2 separate regions of the Arachis hypogaea genome follow, and region 1 is linked to region 2. Evidence: chromatin contacts called from public Hi-C data. All regions are on one chromosome and are shown on one strand. Each heading gives the region's core, a stretch centred on a gene start, on an enhancer-like site or on the middle of the called end of the contact. The rest is flanking DNA. Distances are from core to core; before and after follow the strand shown.

Region 1 (5,522 bases), core at 962-3,461, 45 kb before region 2:
CCAAATGTTCCACGCCTTACTCCACCTGAATGACTTCTTAGCCCCTTTCCGCTCCCCATTGATCCCAGCTGCATCTCTAGACCCCAACTCAAAGGTCTCAGAGTGATCATCCCTCAAGGAATTCGAGTTTGAATCCCTGTCCCTCAAGTCCCTATCAGGGAACACGGCCTTCGGCCCATGATGCGACAAATCAACACCACCACCGATACCGATACCAATACCAATACCAACACCACCTCCCACTCCACCAATGCCAACGGCAGGAGTTACCTTGGCATTTGCAACCGGAATTGCACCAGAAACAGGCTTCAACTCATCCATCTCAGCCACAACCGCAGCTGCAGTCTTCCTAATTGAACTAGACCTATCAAGGCTCTTCCTCCTCCGGGAGGAACTATCAGAATAATACTCCCTAGTCTGCAAAGTGCCACCGGGGACCTTAGCCTGATCAGCATTCTCAATGATAGCATTCATCATAACATTCACAGGCTCCTCCACAGGAATCTGAGTATCAGTCCTCAGGACCTGATGAACAGGAGCATCCTCCACCACAGACAACATTGAAGGCATCCTCGGAGGAGGAAATGTCCTCCCTATGAGGTACCCATCCCACGACGCCCTCGGCTCATCGAAAGAATACCTCGGGTCGTCCAATGACACCCTACCGGCCTCAAATGACATCCGTCCAATGTCCAGCGAGAACCGCGGATCGGTGTCACAGGACCGCCTGCCGAACCCATAGTCAGCGATCTCCGACTGCGTCTCACGGAATTGCCTGCCAATGGGCTTCTCCACAGGCAGCAGCGTGGTGCCGGAGCCCAGGGCACCATTTCGGCAGCGCTGCTTCTTCAGCTTCTGCTTCTGCCTCCATTTCTGCAGCTTCTTGCTGAACACTGAGGCTGCAGACCAGAAGCTACCCTTGAAATCGCGGCCGGAACTCTTCTTAGCGTTCGAATCCAGGTCGATATGTTCCTTCATCGGCTTCAGCAATTCCTCTTCCGGAACAACCACAATTTCCGGTTCTGGTTGGAGTTCAGGTTCTTCTTCCACGATTTCTGTAACTGCAACCCTCTCTTCTGTCACAATGTTGGGAACTACCGCATTTGTAGGTCCTTCTAGAACCCTAATTTCGTCTTCGTTTTGATCATTTTCTTCTTCTTGCTCTTGAATCTCTTCCTCCAGAACAGAAGCGCTCTCTGATTCTGATTCTGATTCTTCTTCTAAGGTGACCGGAGCTTGAACTATAGTGGAAGAGGAAGCGAGGTTTCTGGTTTCAACCTCGACGGAGGGTTCTTTTTTGGGGATTTTGCGCTCGTCGTCTTGGTTGAAGAGAGAGAATAGAGTGCTGCGAACCCTAACGTCACAAGATCTTCTCTGAGGCTCAAATGCGCCGGAGAAGAAGCCCTCGTTGTTCTTCGAGGCGGAGAAGGATTTTGTACGGCGGAGCTCAGGGAAGAACGAGGAGGACGAGGATGAGGTCGGCGGCGGGCGGTTTCCGCGGTTGCTGCCGGATGCGGACGGGCGGAAGATGGCTCTAAGGGCGGCGGCGGCGGTGGAGGAAGAGGTGGACCTGCGGGGGCCGGAGGAGGAGGAGCTGGCGGCGGTGCCGTTGGGATCGAGCACGGCGAGGCGCTCGCAGAGGCATGAGGGGCAGAATCCGGTGAACTGCTCCTGTGGGTGGCGATCGCAAGATGTGGAAGGACGGTGAGGCTGCAGAAGTTGCGGCGGTTGTTGCTGGTGCAGCGGCGGTGCCGGAGGTAACGGCGGCGGAAACAATGCTTGCTGCTGGTGATGCTGAAGCTGGTGCAGTTGCTGGTTGGGTTGTAGTGAGGGGTTGGATTGGGTTGTGGGATTCATACCCGGAAATGGTGGTGTGTGAAGTTGGCGGTTAAAAATGTGGTCATGTTCCGGTGGGAGTAACGAGTGAAAGAGAAGGGGGGGGGGGGAGAGAGAGAGAGAGAGAGAGAAGAAAGAGAGAAAGAGTGAGGTAGTGAGTGAGTGAGGGAGTGTGTGTGTGTGTGTGTGTTTTGCTTGCTTTGTCTGTGTGTCTGTGTCTTTGACAGAGAAAGGGAAAGGGGAGAAAGGGAAAGATAGAGAGAGAGAGGAGAGAGAAGGCACTGTTTGGTTCCCAACGGACACAGAGAAAGTGAAGAGATACAGATTTTGTGTCAATTTTGTGATTTTGTGAACCATCCAGAAAGCTCAACAAAATACATTAAAAGGGCTTAAAACAGAGCCTATATTACATGGCCATAAATACAACAATTCAATTCTCCGTTTAATATATTAATGTGTACGGACACTAATACAGAATATATATATATATATATATATATATATATATATATATGAATTTTAAATTTTTATAAAATATAATAAAAATACCGTGTATATATAAAATATAAAATATTTTTTAGATAAATTATAATTATATTTTAATATTTTATTGATATTAAAATATAAAATAATTTTTTAATTATTTTAATAAATAATAATATATATTTTATTTTTAAATTTATTGTAAAAATACATGTTAAGAATAAAATTGGACATGTTGATAAGTGATAATATTTAGATATGTCTAAATGTGTCTGATAAAAAAATTTTAATTTTTATTAAGATATGATTAGATACGACAGACACGCATACAGACGAATATCGTATTTAAAATGTGTCTGAGACAATTCAACAGAATGTCTATATTTTATAAATAGTACCGTAATAATATTGCTATTTTTAATGTCATTTTGAGTATTATTTTTTAAATGTATATTTGTATTAATTTATAAAAAATACAATATTCAATAATATCAATTTATTATTTTTCATTAATACTGTAATAGTACATTATACTATTTTATTTTAATGTTATTTTATATATAATTTTTTTAATATATATCTATATCTATATCATCACTTTGTAAAAAAATAAGTGATATTATCTGATAATATTTTTTTTTTAGTAGTAAATAGTAACATCAGTTTATTATTTCTTATTACATATTGTGATAGCATGTTGTTGTTGTTGTTGTGTTAAAAAACAATTGTTGACCTCAGTGGAAAATTTTTACTCCTCGAATATATTAATTAACGATATACTTTCACACTTTTAGACAAATTTAAAATATGATTAAAATTCTTCAATGAAGTTTTGCTCGGAGTTGAACCAACTACCAATTTCCCTGCTATTGAGACATAAAATTGTGATGAAATATAGAAAAAAATTATTATGTTTTAAAATATTAAATTAATGTATTGTGTCCTATTTAATAAAAAAATGTAGAAATATTAAATAAAATATATTTTATTTTTTATTATTATTATCAAATTTTTATAATTATATTTTTTATTATTTTATTTTGTGTGAACAAAAAACAAAAGTTAATTAGATTATTTATGATTTGTTATATCTTATATTCAGTTCATTCCTAAACAAAATATAAAAATACTAATTTTTATGTCATTGTCTTTTGTATCCTGTTTTTAATATCTTATCTTGTCTTGTTCTCAAAATTAAACACAACTTTAGGAATGAAAATAGATCAGGTCTTTGAAAGACCTGTAACTTAGCTTGCATTCGACTTGGTCTAGCCTGAGCTGTCATAAAATAGTTTTAGGTTTTGACCGATCTAAAAATCTAATTTTATTAATAGGCTAAGTCTAGACTCACAGAATAGTTTATAAGACTTCTCAAACCTATCTAAATCTGTTAAAATATAAATAATTTTTTATAATTAAAAAGCTACTAAAATTTTTAAATTTATTATATTTTATTATAAATATTTTTTATATTTTAAAAATTTAAATATTATTATAAATATTAAATTTAGTATATTGTATATATAAATTTTTAAAAGAAAAGTAAGTTTTTTAAATATTTTTATTTTTTATTTTGGTAAAAATTATATATTAGATTTTTTATCAACTTTGAGATTAGGCCAAGCTCAACATCAGTGCAGACTTAGTACTTAAAAGGTTTAATTATTTTGTAGGTCCTTATAGTTTTATCGAATTTTTAATTAGGTTTTTATACTTTTTTTTCTTTTCAATTAGGTCTCTATACCATATCAAATTTTGTAATTAAGTTTTTTTTGTGACAAATATTAGAATTAATAAAATATTTTATTAAACAAAATGAATATGCCTAATACTTGAATAAATATTTTATTTTATTTAACAAAATATTCAATTAATTCTAATATTTTTGTAATGGTAGAGATTTAATTACAAAATTTAATATGATATAAAAATTCAATTAAAAATATAAAAACTTAATTAAAATTTTAATAAAACTATAAGAATCAGTAAAATAATTAAACATACTATAAAAAAAGGTCCATAATAAACTATATGTCTAACTTAAATACATTACAAAACTAACCTGATAAGGGTGAAGCTTACCCTATCCTATTTTTATCCCTACTCTTTGTTGTGAGTTTGATATTCTCTCTTTCTAGTAATTGTTTAAGCTTTTTTCCTTAGTGAAGTTTTCTTGAGCTTTTTTATTTAAATAAATAATACATTAATTCCCAAAATACGCAGGGGAAGAAAGCTTGATGAAAATGTGCATGGCCATTTCAGGTGAAGCACCCGCAAAATTGAAAAAGGTGTCAATTCAAGGGCAGCGGCCGCAAAATGGGTCTGACATGGCAGACTGAAGGATTGATCACCCAATCCAATGCTGGCGACCACGAATTGGATGACGTCGTGAATGGGCGCTTGTGAAGTGGCCCAAATCAGATGCAGCAGCAGCGAAATGGAGCAACTCATTGGCGGCGAACACGAATTGGGCATACTGTAGCTGGCGACCACGAAATGGCGACCCGTCATTCAAAGATGCAAATTTTAGTGAACACCAGTCTCCATACGAGCATGCACTAGTTAAGCTAGGTGGCCATGGACAGAGGTGTAGGGGGTTGGTTGAATATAAAAGGGGAGAAGGAGGAGGGGACCAAGTCGAACATGCAGTAGAAGGGAAAGAGAGTTTAAAAAATTGGGTGGTGGGAAAAACAAATTGTGCTGCGGTGAAAAATATTGTATTGTGGTTTGAAAAAAAATTAAAATGAGTAGCAGTGGAAGTAACGTGGAAGAAAATCTTAATAAGTTGGATGAAATTCATATTGTCGCACATTTGCTTCACAATGTTAGTTTTAGTGATTATGTTTAGTGAATTATATTATTAGTATTCTTGTTAGAACTAATTTTGTTGTTATTTAATCTTGGTAAGAGTATTTTTAATTATATTTTTCATGTTTTTTTATTGTAGCCCACCTGTGTTCTTACTCTGCATGGCACACTTGTTAATGTTTTCACGTTAGATCCGGCGAATCCAAGCATGGAAATTAGGCAGCAGAGGCTTGAGCCTTATCTAAGACGATCAGGATTTTATTATACTTCTTTAATAAAGTATTTCGAGTATGACAATCCACTGATAAGTGCCTTTATCGAAAGAAGGCATCTTGAAATGCACATATTTCACCTTCCTTGGGGTGAGTGTACCATAACTCTAGAGGATGTTGCAA
Region 2 (5,037 bases), core at 2,035-4,534:
CTATCGTCAAAGGCAAAACTGTGAGGCCTTGTGTGCCAAAGCGGACAATATCGTGCTAGCGGGTGGTCTGAGCTGTTACATATGGTATCAGAGCCGGAGCCCGGATCGATGTGCCAGCGAGGGCGCTGGGCTCCCTTAGAGGGTGGATTGTAAGGTCCCACATCGGTTGGGGAGGAGAACGAAGCATGCCTTTTAAGGGTGTGGATACCTCTCCCTAGCATGACGCGTTATGACGAGTAAGTGTGGGTGGCTTCGCTATCATCCCTATCGTCAAAGGCAAAACCGTGAGGCCTTTTGTGCCAAAGCGGACAATATCGTGCTAGCGGGTGGTCTGGGCTGTTACATATGGTATCAGAGCCGGAGTCCAGATCGATGTGCCAGCGAGGGCGCTGGGCTCCCTTAGGGGGGTGGATTGTAAGATCCCACATCGGTTCGGGAGGGGAACGAAGCATGCCTTATAAGGGTGTGGATACCTCTCCCTAGCATGACACGTTTTGACGATTGAGTGTGGTGGATTCAGCTATCATCCCTATTGTCAAAGGCAAAAACCATAAGGCCTTGTGTGCAAAAACGGACAATATCGTGCTAGCGGGTGGTCTGGGCTGTTACAGATGGTATCAGAGTGGGAGTCCGGATCGAGGTGCTAGCGAGGGCGCTGAGCTCCCTTAAGGGGGTGGATTGTAAAGTCCCACATCGGTTGGGGAGGGGAACCAAGCATGCCTTATAAGGGTGTGGATACCTCTCCCTAGCATGATGCGTTTTGACAAATGAGTGTGGGGGGCTTGGGCTATTATCCCTATCGTCGAAGGTAAAAACCGTGAGGCCTTGTGTGCCAAAGCGGACAATATCGTGCTAGCGGGTGGTCTGGGCTGTTACATATGGTATCAGAGCCGAAGCCCAGATCGATGTGCCAGCGCGGGCGCTGGGCTCCCTTAGAGGGGTGGATTGTAAGGTCCCACATCGGTTGGGGAGGGTAACGAAGCAGGCCTTATAAGGGTGAGAATACCTCTCCCTAGCATGATGTTTTTTGAATAGTGAGTGTGGGGGACTTGGGCTATCATCCCTATCGTCAAAGGTAAAACCGTGAGGCCTTGTGTGCCAAGGCGGACAATATCTTGCTAGCGGGTGGTCTGGGCTGTTACATATTTTATGATTGATAAATTTTCTTTACAAAACACAAATTTCTGATGAATTATTACAATCATAATTAATTAAAAATTTAATAAAAAATTATAAAAAAATCAAATAAAAAATAAAAAATGGAGTAAAAATTTATTTTGAAACTAAAAATTTGTCAATTGTGCTAGAAATTCTAAAAATTTATATCTTATTATATACTTAATTTTGTTACTCACTTCAATTTCATTATTCCTTTGTATCCAAAAAAGTATATAATGTCACACTTATTTCAAAAAAGATGAAGCTCTCCAAATACACGATAAAATGTATAATTTAAGAATAATAAGATAAAAAATATCTAGAATTTTGTTAATAGTATTTGAAATTTTCAATGACGATAATACAAAGAGTTTAAATCTACCAAATGAATTCAATAGTTACCCTTTGCACATCTTATTTAAATTTGAATTTTAAAATTTAATTTGTATCTTCTTTTTTTTCTAATATAGATTATTTTTGACAAAAAAGAGAGAAAAATTTTATTAGACCAAAAAAATATTCTATCAATAAAAAAATATTATAAAGTGATTTATAATTAAAGAAGAAAATAATAAAAATATTAATAATAAAAAAAATGATGTGCATATTAAAGAATGTTAGAAAAGAAATAATAAAGTTCATATTAATAATAATGTTGAGGAATGATGTTATTATTTTAGGCTTCTAGTCTCTGCTTTTGGCCATTATTTTTTTCCTTTCTTTATTTTTTTATTTAAATTATCAAGTCATAAAAAAATAAAGAACAATTCAAGAAAACGAAAATAGTAAGATCAATAGTAACTATACAAATAAAAATACATAGGAGAAAAATAAACTATTATATAATAAAATTAACATGAGTAGTGAATAAGCTAATCGGTTAGGTCAGAAAAGTATCAAAGCATTGACAAAAGAAAAAGGAAAAAAATGGCACGGAAGAAAAGTATGAAAAGTATAGTGATTTCACCAAAAAAAATCAACTTATCTTTCTCAAGGAGGATATCATGACTCTGATTCCATGTTAGAAAGAAGAGAGAGAGCAATAGAAAAAATATTTGTGAGTATTCAAGTTGTGTAAAATGATACAATATAGAAGGGTATTTATAGGTGATAAGAGAATCAAAATAATAAAAACGTAATATCCTATAATAAATTTTCAGATATGTTGAATAATGCTAATTGATCTAATTGATCTTAATTATATTCTAACAATTATATTCATTTAATTGATATACATAATATTAAATTGTGTGATATTTAAATATTTTATCAAATCATCAATTAGTTGATATAATTAAGTCATCATATGAATTGTATTTAATAAATTAAAAGAAATAAATTAAAAAATACTCTTATAAATTGCTACCTCAGTTTTATTATTAAGTGCAAAAAATTCAATTTTTATATATAGAATAAATGATTAAAATTTAAAATAGTAACTTATTAATCAAGTTAACTTTTTTTTTAATTCTTAAATGGGTTTCATATATTTTTTTACAAAAGAAAAAGTTAAAAACCCATAAACTATTACTTTATTTAGGTGAATACTAATATGTTACTAAAAAATATGAGTGTCGTATTTTTTTATAATATGATAAATTTTTGTATATTTATGTATAACATTAAATATTCAAATTTTAATATATAATATTGTTCAAAATTTTATTATCACAGATACTAGATTATAAAAAATTGATCAATTAAAACAAAAAATTACTGTTATACATCTAAACAATCTTTATAAAACACATTAAATATATGGTCGAAATTTGTCTCTATAATATAAAAGCCAATACTCTTACCTTACTACAAAACTTTTCAATAATAGTAATTTATTTATTATCTTTAATAGTAGATATTTTTCGACAAAAAATATTTTACTTCCTGCATCCACATCTTAAATAAAGTAACAAAAAAAAATAACTATATTAGTATACACGAACACGAAAGATCAAACTTTATATTTGGTACGATAATGATTGACGGGGTGCATGAAGGTTTGGAGGGACCAACTGTCCCGCTCACTCATTCGTTTTTCAACAACTGCACGTCTGCACCGTACTGAACTGCACTGCACCGCACCGCACCGCAGTATAGTGTCTTACATTATATTCCCTTTGCATAACACCAAACCAACTCTTACTCTTAAGTCTTAACCCTGCATCCTCTCATCCATGCCCATTATGATCTATTTGGCGTCTTACAAAAAAATTTATTATGCTATTGGAAAAAAAAATTAATTTATTATTACATATTTATTTGAATATTCTACTATAATTAATAAGTTTAAATAGTTTGGTGGATAATTATTCAATTAAAAAATATATAAATTAATATATATGTATAAATATATAATTAATTTTCATTTATATATATTGTTTTGTAATATAATATAATATAATAATATATATTCATTTTAATTGTATATAGCATTTTTGTAATATAATATAATACGTATATATTCACTTTAAATCTATTAGTACATTAATAGATACCAAATTTACTTAAATATAATATTATTTTAGATAGTATCTTATTCTTTAATTAAGAGGTCTTAAATTAAAAAAGAACGTGTTTTCTTTTGGATAAAGTAACAGCATCCGAGATTTATCAAAACTATACATATTATATTATCCATCTATTTGACTAATATATACATTGACCTTCACCTAAATTACACCAACTTATTAGATCCTCTTGGTGATAATATAGTTAAGAGATCCTTATACATGTGTAAGTCATCTGTATATTAATGGATTTTATTTTGTTTTATTTTCTTAATTTGAAATTGAACACATACAATTCAGAATAATGTTAAAGAAAGAGTGTTTGCAATTGCTTTTCTATCTCTACGAATTCTCTATGTAAAGAGAGATTGTGGGGTTGAAATTGACTTTTTACAATAATTTCTATTTATTGATGCAATAATGTGCCGGTATCAAGTTAGGATAATTGCATCATTCTATTTATTGATGCTGAATCTCATGTAATTGTTGTCTATATATCCCGATTTTTATTTTAATAAATAAAATAATTATAATAATTATTGAAATAAATAATTTAAAAAATATTTACCGAAATAAATACTTCTCTTATATCTCGATTACACTAGATATGTGTATTTTTTTAATTTTCATACTGTAAATGAGATACATGAAAAATTATCTCGTTTACTGTAAAAACAAGATATATGTATTTATAAATAATCTATCTATCTATTCTATTATATAAAAATCGGATCTCTGCACTTAATGATAGAGCTGACGTGGCATGCTTCTGAGAGTGTTTCTCGATTTATTTGTTTTAACTCATTAAATACAAGTTATTACGATAAACTAATTATATCAAGTAATTAATTTGATCAGATATTTAAATATCACATAATTTATTATAATTTATATTAATTTTATTTGGTAATATTTTTTAATTTATTTTTAATGTTCTGTTAGTATTTTTAATTTATTTTTTTAATTTATTAAATCAAATTTATTGTGTGTACTAATTAATTAATTAGTCATTAAATAATAAATCTTTGAATAAAATAAGCAACGAACTGAGATATTTTTAACTAATAATCAAATCAAATAAAATCAAATTATATATATTGAGCCAAACTCAAATTTTGTGAATTAAGGACTAAATTAAAATAAGATAATTTCTTACCTATTCAAATTGAATGCAATACATACAAATTAATTTTGTTAGATAATCATAGTCGTCTGATCTACTATATATAGATGGCCACACAAAATTATAAGAATCATGATTTTTATTGCAAATGCTATTTCAAGTGTTCTTTTCTTCTTCTTTTTTCCCTTTATGTATATTTTTTAATGTATAAATGTACCCAAAATGAGAAAGTACGGATAATGTTTTATT

Evidence for each region. A called contact is a pair of places that touch in the nucleus more often than the background predicts.
Region 1: a contact with region 2 is called in a Hi-C map of leaf, with 1.7 times the contacts expected there. The contact joins the promoter of LOC112743596 here to the enhancer-like site in region 2. A contact is called at or near these places in 3 of 8 Hi-C or Micro-C datasets (leaf and an unstated tissue).

Annotation. Positions count from the first base shown.
Region 1 is chr14:102,155,894-102,161,415 of arahy.Tifrunner.gnm2.J5K5, reverse strand. It overlaps LOC112743596 (protein OCTOPUS-like), which reads right to left and starts at 2,211. Exons shown (of 1, transcript XM_025792876.3): 1 at 1-2,211. The coding sequence starts at 2,193.
Region 2 is chr14:102,112,503-102,117,539 of arahy.Tifrunner.gnm2.J5K5, reverse strand. No RefSeq gene overlaps it. Among protein-coding and RNA genes, the nearest start is that of LOC112745291, 16 kb to the left of the region's middle. Within about 2 kb of position 3,284, at least 1 of the 3 cell types and tissues checked has open chromatin away from gene starts, as enhancers often do.